Regions from separate parts of the Mus musculus genome. Here region 1 is linked to region 2. Evidence: chromatin contacts called from public Hi-C data. All regions are on one chromosome and are shown on one strand. Each heading gives the region's core, a stretch centred on a gene start, on an enhancer-like site or on the middle of the called end of the contact. The rest is flanking DNA. Distances are from core to core; before and after follow the strand shown. Region 1 has its middle 54 kb from the start of Pmp2. Region 2 overlaps Pag1 (phosphoprotein associated with glycosphingolipid microdomains 1).

Evidence for each region. A called contact is a pair of places that touch in the nucleus more often than the background predicts.
Region 1: a contact with region 2 is called in a Hi-C map of liver, with 2.5 times the contacts expected there. The contact joins two enhancer-like sites. A contact is called at or near these places in 2 of 484 Hi-C or Micro-C datasets (both in liver) and 1 of 115 datasets of contacts at active chromatin or transcription factors (bone marrow-derived macrophages).

The regions. Positions count from the first base shown.
Region 1 is chr3:10,128,097-10,131,863 of GRCm38.p6, reverse strand. No RefSeq gene overlaps it. Among named protein-coding and RNA genes, the nearest start is that of Pmp2, 54 kb to the left of the region's middle. Within about 2 kb of position 2,478, at least 3 of the 459 cell types and tissues checked have an H3K27ac peak or open chromatin away from gene starts, as enhancers often do. A contact at or near this core is called in liver, where this site is marked.
Region 2 is chr3:9,820,210-9,824,305 of GRCm38.p6, reverse strand. The region is part of intron 1 of Pag1 (phosphoprotein associated with glycosphingolipid microdomains 1); the gene reads left to right. Among named protein-coding and RNA genes, the nearest start is that of Pag1, 11 kb to the left of the region's middle. Within about 2 kb of position 2,630, at least 9 of the 459 cell types and tissues checked have an H3K27ac peak or open chromatin away from gene starts, as enhancers often do. A contact at or near this core is called in liver, where this site is marked.

The DNA of each region.
Region 1 (3,767 bases), core at 1,229-3,728, 310 kb before region 2:
AGCATCTTATTCAGGGGTCAGACCTTGCCTGGCAACTGGCTTAATGGATGGATAATTGGAGAGGAAAGGCTGGCACGGGATTAGAATATCAAGGGGAGGTATCTGAAATGAGTTCTTTCTGGTTTAACTGTGCTCATATGTAAAGGCTAAATTATGTCAGGACGTTTGCTTCAACAAACATAGCTCACTAATGTGCATCATAAATGGCATAAGATCCACTCACTGGCAGAGAGGCTATAAAAGTGGGAGTTCTGTTTGGACACCCGTTACTGTTCACATGGGGAGTTGCTAAGAGTCAACCAGCTACAGATAGCCAGACACGTGTCCAAGCACGCCATCGTCAGTGCCGCTGAACTCAAGCATTGTGCTTCTTTGGCTGTGAAAACCTTCATGAAATAATTAATTGAAATAATCCTTGCTTCATAAAAAGTCAAGAAGCTAATGCTTGTGCTTCTCTGTGCATAGAGGACATGAGAGTCTCTCCCTCAGGTCAGTGCTGGGAGAAGGATATGAGAGTCTCTCCCTCAGGTCAGTGCTGTGCATAGAGGACAAGAGAGCCTCTCCCTCAGTCAGTTCTGGGAAAAGGGAATTAGAGGTTGCGGAAATACTTGTTTTTCCAGTGTTTTTGCCTGAGGTTAGCTGACAGCACCCACTTGTTTCCCAAACTTTCAGGCCCTTGTAGTATCTCCCAGCACACCTTGGTCTGGAGGATCAGTGTTGCTCCTAGAGAAGCAAGGTTTCAGTATGCCTGCCCTATCCCAACCGGTCAAACTTATCTGTGCCTTTCTGCCTCCCCTCTAACCTTGTCATCATATGCATTTTCACTTTCTGACTTCATTGTTCTTTAAGCCCTCCTGTTTCTAGAAAGTTCCATGTCTACTGCAGCCTCAGGACCTCTGAGCTATTCCTTCTCCCCCTCTCCCAAACCACCCTTCTTCAAGTGAATCACTCTACTAGCTCTCTGTCTGTATCTTTATTCAATGGCTCCTCAATGACACCACAATACCCAACTTAAGATCAAAACTCACATCTCCCTCGTTGCCTACTGCATTCCTACATTGTTCTTAGAACTTTACTTAACTCTCACAGGTTTGCTTCATTTCCTACAAGAATATTTGCTTATTGTTGATGTTAGTGATATACTTGGCATGTAGAAGACACTTAACCCACCAGGGAAGGAAGGATTTCATAGCCAGCCTGATAGCAAGGCTCCTGTCTTACTCTCTAGTCCTGGGCTTGCTTTAGCAACTACTCCTCAGTATTAGCACTTAGATATTAACTCTGTCCTCTTCTCTTGGGACATAGATCCTGACCCTGAGCCCCTGCCTCTTTTCCCTCCTATCACATTCTGGCAGACTTGTCCTTACCACTCCATGAGCTTCTGAGTACTTCTATAGCTGGATATCCTCACAACCCAATGGTTGTGTCACATGTAACATTGTAACATGTGCTTTCATAAGACCATGCATTGCCTACTCTATGTGATCATCAAATTGCTATTTAGGAGGCTTTAATATCCTATTAATCATGAAATCTTCTAGGAACAGAAAATGAAGGGAATATGGTCTCAGCCTCAGATATCTGAAACTTAGTGTCCCATTTTGGCTTCGATCTTTGATTCTTTCTAATCAGGTCTGCTTTTTCTTTTTGTTTGGTTGTTGTTGTTGTTGTATTGGTTTTATTTGTTCGTTTGTGAATTTTTTGTTTGTTTTGATAAACAATCCACTATGCAGTCATGTCTTGCCTGTACCGTGCTATATAGACCAGGTTGGCCTCAAACTCATAGATCTACCTGCCTCTGCCTCCCAAGTGCTAGGATTAAATGCAAGTGCCACCATACCCTGTCTTTGGTTGGCAGCATCTTATGTGATTCCTGCCTCAGCCTCCAGTCTGTTGTGTTACAGGTGTGTGTCCTGTCCTTGGGAGTTCTGTCCATCTCTCAAGATGAAGCTCGTCCTTCAGGAGCAAATTATCTCTGCAATGCCTTCATACTATTCTAAGGAACAAGGTCTGAAGTTAGAAGTCAGCCCTACTTGGTGTCCATTGCAAGAAATTCAGGCACTGAGCTCTACCACAAACCCTTTGTGCTGAGTTTATTCCTATTACCTTCCCTTTTGCCTGCCTTCAGGGATACTACTTCCAACCATAAACATAGAACATCTCATGTAACAAGCCACTCTTCCCTCCCCTTTCACCTTTATGGTATCCTTCAATTATCAACTGAGGCAACACTAAACTTGTTCAAACATCCCAGGAGTTAACTATCACAAGCCAGAAACTCCCCCTGGCTCAGAAGTGGAGAAGGGTGGGCCTTCCTGTGCTGCTTCTCCCTTTATACAGGTCACTGTTCCAACACTTTTATCCTCGTCTAGTTCTTCAATTACTGAAAAACATTCATTTCTCTGAAGAGCCGGCACATCCAAAAGTATCATGAAATGTACTTTGTTTCATGAAACAGAAATCAATGGTTGCTCAGAAGTCAAATCTGGATCCAATGTGAAGGTGACCTAAGCCCAGCAGATCCAAGACTAGCAAATAATCCTTTCTGTCAATCCTGACCTGGTTATAGTCACAACCCGTAACATCATAGGTCCTTAAGTCCTCTGCATCATCAGACACTGACCATTCCTCTCCTTTGTAAAGAACCCCTCTCTGGTTTCTATGGCTACACCCTCAGCACTCCACTCCCACCATGACACTCTATGCTCTCTCTACTCAATCTTCAGTCCGTAGTTTCCTGTCTCTTTCGCTGACATGTCTCCTGATCTCATTTAAAGCTGCAATCATCACTCCTAAAGAAGACCATTCCTAACGCAGTTTCAGCTTTGGCATTGTTTTTCGAGCTTTGGGGACACATTCCAATGACTTGGTCTTCATCACCATGCAATTATCAATGCTGATGCCCTCAATGACATCTTTAAGCCAAACTCATTTCCCAGAAGCTGTTCCTGCTCTTCTGTCTTTTGCCATAATAAACGCCATCTGGGTATATTCATCTTTGCAGAAAGAAGCCATTGTGTAATCCACACCTCCTTTAGTTAGCTAATCCTGTTAGCTCAGCCTCTATCTATTGGCCATAACCACTGCCATCCTGGTGAGTGCCTTCGAATCCAGGCATCTGTTTCATCAGTGGTCCCTGTAAGACAGGGTACCTTGCTCTTACATCCCCATCCTTCATCCACTTATGCAGAGTCCAACATTCTCCAGTGCAATTATCCTCAGTGCCTTCCTGAACTGGCTGAAGTTCTCTTTGGTTGCCTTTCAAGCCTTTGCCAGCCACCTCACAGGGCCGGAGTGCTGGTCATGCTTTTTACATATGGTTTCCTATAGATTCACAAACCTCAAAGCACTTTAAGCACCTTGGTTTTGGTTTGGTTTGGTTTTGGTTTTGGCTTTTCTCTTTTTGCTTGCTCTTTTTTAGAAAGGATTTCTTTGTGTAGCCCCGGCTATCCTGGAACTCGCTCAGTAGACCAGGCTAGTCTTGAACTTAGAGCCTCCTCTGCCTCCCAAGGTCTAGGATTAAATGTGTGTACCACCATTGCCTGGCTAAGCACCCTATTCTTTTTGTCTAGAATAGTCTCATTCTTCTACTTTGTCTGCTGATTGCTACATCCTGGTCCATTACCAGCTTAACTGCCCCCCTACTGTAACTCCCCAAGTCTTTCTTTTCAAAACTGTTTACTTGTTGATTTATTTAGGGAGAGTTGCAATGACATACACATGTAGAGATCAGAGGACAACTTTCAGAAGCCGGTTCTCTCCTCACA
Region 2 (4,096 bases), core at 1,381-3,880:
GTGTACCAGCCTTAATCCATTGCAGTGAGAAATTACAATATAGGCACATGAAAATCTAAGTAACAATGTAGAGCATCATGGTACTTTAAATATGATTTTATTGTACTTTATAATATGTCAAATGAAGATTAATTTGTTCTTTTCATGCCTGATGGGTTCCAATTTCATCCCAATGCAAATATTGTAAAAGAGAAAGCGGTTAGGCTTCGGTTCTTCAGGTGACTTGCCACCGCCGTATACTCATCCACACACATGAACAGTCAAGCTGGCTTGCCTACTGATATTCCATTATAGCATGTACTATGAGTTTTCACTTCCTAAAAAAGAGTAGCTATATTTCTTCTAAGTCCTGTTGGATTTCAGTCATACATTTTTATGTTCTTTATACTCGACGTGCTAGAACATGTCTAAATTAGCGATCTAATTTGAATACTATAATTATATGCACAGTTGAGTTTGAGTACAGTGTTTTTGCATAATGTGATGGTCTCTCTTAGTGAATTTAGGAATTCCATGGTTCCAATTTCAGAGTCCTAAATCTATATACGCTTATGGAGGGGTTCACAGGACAGAATGCAAATACTTTAAGCCTATTTGAGTTTTAGAAATTAACATATAAACTATCTACAATAGCTTTTTTTATGTATAAGAAAGTAACAAGAAATACAGAATTAATTAAGAACTAGGTTGGTGTCACATCTAGTGACTAAATTTTGCCATCAGGGTTAAAACTCATACTTTGTTTTGCTAAAATGATAAATAAAGGTATATTTAAGCAAAGTGATAGCATGAATTCTCATAAATAATTGTACATATTTAATAGGGCTAACATCTTTCTCTGACTTTACTGTACTGGTCATGTTGGCCAAAATGCACATCTTGAGCACAAATATTAGCTTTGTGTAATGTTCAATGACTAAAGTTGAGTGGCACACTCTGTAATCCCAGTGCTCTGGAAGCAGAGGCTGGAGAAGCAATGCAAGTTCAAACCTAGCCTGGTCTACGCAGTTCCAGGACAGCCTTGAGATCTTGTCTTAAAAACAAACAAACATGAAACAACACACACACAAGACAAGAGAGAGAGAGAGAGAGAGAGAGAGAGAGAGAGAGAGAGAGAGAGAGGGAGAGAGAGGGAGAGAGAGAACGAACGAACGAGGGCAGGAAGGAGAGAGAGCATAAAAATTTAATGCCTCTAAAGTGGCATTGGAACCGAATGCTTTTAGAGTCTTGTTAAAACAGTTCAGCATCATCCAGGCTGAGATGTTAGGAGTGGAGCTGCCAGACACGGCAGCCGGTGAGACCACAGCAGTACACAGTGTTATCACCCTTACTCTTAAAGCTAACCGTCCCTCCCTCCACACTTCATAACCTTGCCAACCAGATGAGTTATTTGCTAATAGTAGCATGTCAAAACCGGAATTATTATGGATCTTTTCCTTTAATAAATATTCAACAGCATTTTCAAAGCAGTTAGATACAATTCCTAATAACCAGCGCCATGCTGGCTGCGGTGTGCACACTCCTCAGACCGCTCATGGCCACAGGGCATTGGGCCTTTAGACCCTTTTCTATGTATTTTCAAGAGCTCCACAATCCCTGGGCTGGAATAATCCTTTTACTTCTCCACAGTTACATATAGAATAAAGAGAATTTCTCATCTTTTCTTCACCTACGACGCCAAGGTCTGTATTCAGAGAATCCCTGTTCGTTGTGTTCTCTGTCTACAGTGATATCCGTCCGTCTTTTACAAGTAAGAGCCTTCACGTTCCCTACTGTTCAGGAAGACGCAGCACTGACTGTCTTCCTACTTCAGGGCTGTTCATCTGAAATGTTAAGAGAGGATGGTGCTGTTGACGTAGCAAAACGTTGCTCTATAAGTTGATAGAGTCTTTCACGTTCTGTTGGAGGTGTACTCTGTGTGCCGCAGTCTGTGCTGACTGAGCAGTGCTCTGGCGTTTAGGAGCGCACAGAATGGGACAACTCCTGCCACACCGGAGCTGCTCAGTCCCAAGAGGAGCCCTGAGCCTGTCATAGGGAGTCTCCGGGCTCTCAACTGTCCCTGTCCCTGTCCCTGTCCCTGTCCCTGTCCCTGTCCCTGTCCCTGTCCCTGTCCCTGTCCCTGCCCTTGCCCCTGTCCCTGTCCCTGCCCCTGCCCCTGTCCCTGTCCCTGTCCCTGTCCCTGTCCCTGTCCCTGCAGCCATGACCGGGCACTTCTGAATCTCACTTGTCTTTCTCTGTGCTTCACCTTAAAAAAAAAAAAATCATCCAAACATTTCATTTGGAATTCTAATTTTTACCAGTAAAAATGTAATTTGTCATCTTTTCTTCAAAGTCAGTATCACTTTTTCATTGCTCATATTTACATACTGTAAGCAGATTTGGATATGTTTATTAAAGTGAAGGCATACAGCCAGGAAGATATGCCTGTGTGCAGTGCAGCCGTGTTTTAGAGTAGACCATGAGCCTGCTTTTCAGCTTGTCTCTGATATCAGCCCTTCTCCTGAACTCTTCGCCCGGTGAATCGATCCAATAAAATCATGTAGAAATCACGGAGCTGAGGTCAGGCAAGTGCCTGTATCATTTGGGGGAACATCAAAAGAATCAACACTGGGAACCCTGCCTGTCTGGAGGCGGTGCAAAGGCAACCTCTCCCAATGCCAGTGTAGCTCAGCTGTTACATGGGCCATGACAGTGCTCATCTTACCACCCAGGGGTGGAGGCCCGGGACAGCTGTGACCTTGAGGCCAGCCTGGTCTACATAGCAAGTTTCAGACCAGCCAAGGCTACACAGTGAGACAAACAAAAGCCAGCTTTTACAAAGGTAATGCAATGCTCCCCCTAAAGAAAAGCAGTCGACTCAGGGATTGCTAGTTTCTAGAAGTTGTAGTCACTTCTGCACCAAAGTGAATCAATATTTATATTTAGCTGCATAAAGGAAAACCCTAAAGCAGTTCAAGTGAAGTTTTGGAGCAAATTCAGGTAGAAAATAAGGTATCCAGTTTTCAGAAATGTTTACATTTCAGCCTTATGAAGTTTTGTGAGAACCCAAGGGTACTCACTTTCATTTACCATCTCCTTGTCCCCTCATCCCCTCTGCCATATCCACATTTTAGATGGCCAAGCCACAATGTTAGCTTTCTATCAGACTTGATACAGGGCCAAGTCAGCTCTTTGGGGTAGTGAATGAAGGCCGGGTTTGGATACAATATGGCCAGCCAGGCTGCGGTTTGTGGTTCCAACTCTTTGTGACAAGCCTGGATTGTAGCCATGCTCAGACTATACCCAGTGTGGCACCCAGTTTGGTTCTGCTGCCTTCAGATCAAGATGTAGAACTCTGAGCTCCTTCTCCAGCACCCTGTCTGCCTGCACGCTGCTGTGCTTCCAGCCTTGATGATAATAAGCTAAACCTCTGAAGCTGTAAGCCCACCATATGATAATGGACTAAACCTCTGTTTGTTTCTTTTTTTTTAATTAGATACTTTCTTTGTTACATTTCAAATGTTATCCCCTTTCCTAGTTTCCCCTCTGAAAACCCCCATCCCCTCCTCCCTCCCCCTGCTCACCAACCCATCCACTCCTGCTTCCTGGCTCTGACATTCCCCTATACTGGGGCAAAGAACCTTCACAGGACCAAGGGCCTCTCCTCCCACTGATGACTGACTAGGCCATGTTCTGCTACATGTGCAGCTAAAGTCATGAGTCCCACCATGTGTTTTCTTTGGTTAGTGGTTTAGTCCCAGGGAGCTCTGGGGGGTACTGGTTAGTTCATATTGTTCCTCAGCAAACATCTTCAGCTCTTTGGGTACTTTCTCTAGCTCCTTCATTGGGGACCCTGTGCTCCGTCCAATGGATGGCTATGAGCATCCACTTCTGTATTTGTCAGGCACCTACAGAGCCTCTCAAGAGACAGCTATATCAGGCTCCTGTCAGCAAGCTCTTGTTGGAATCCACAATAGGTTCTGGGTTTGGTGACTGTATATGGGATGGATCCATAGGTAGGGCAGTCTCTGGATGGTTACTCCTTCAGTCTCTGTTTCACACTTTGTCTCTGTAACTCCTTCCATGGGTATTTTGTTTCCCCTTCTAAGAAGTATCG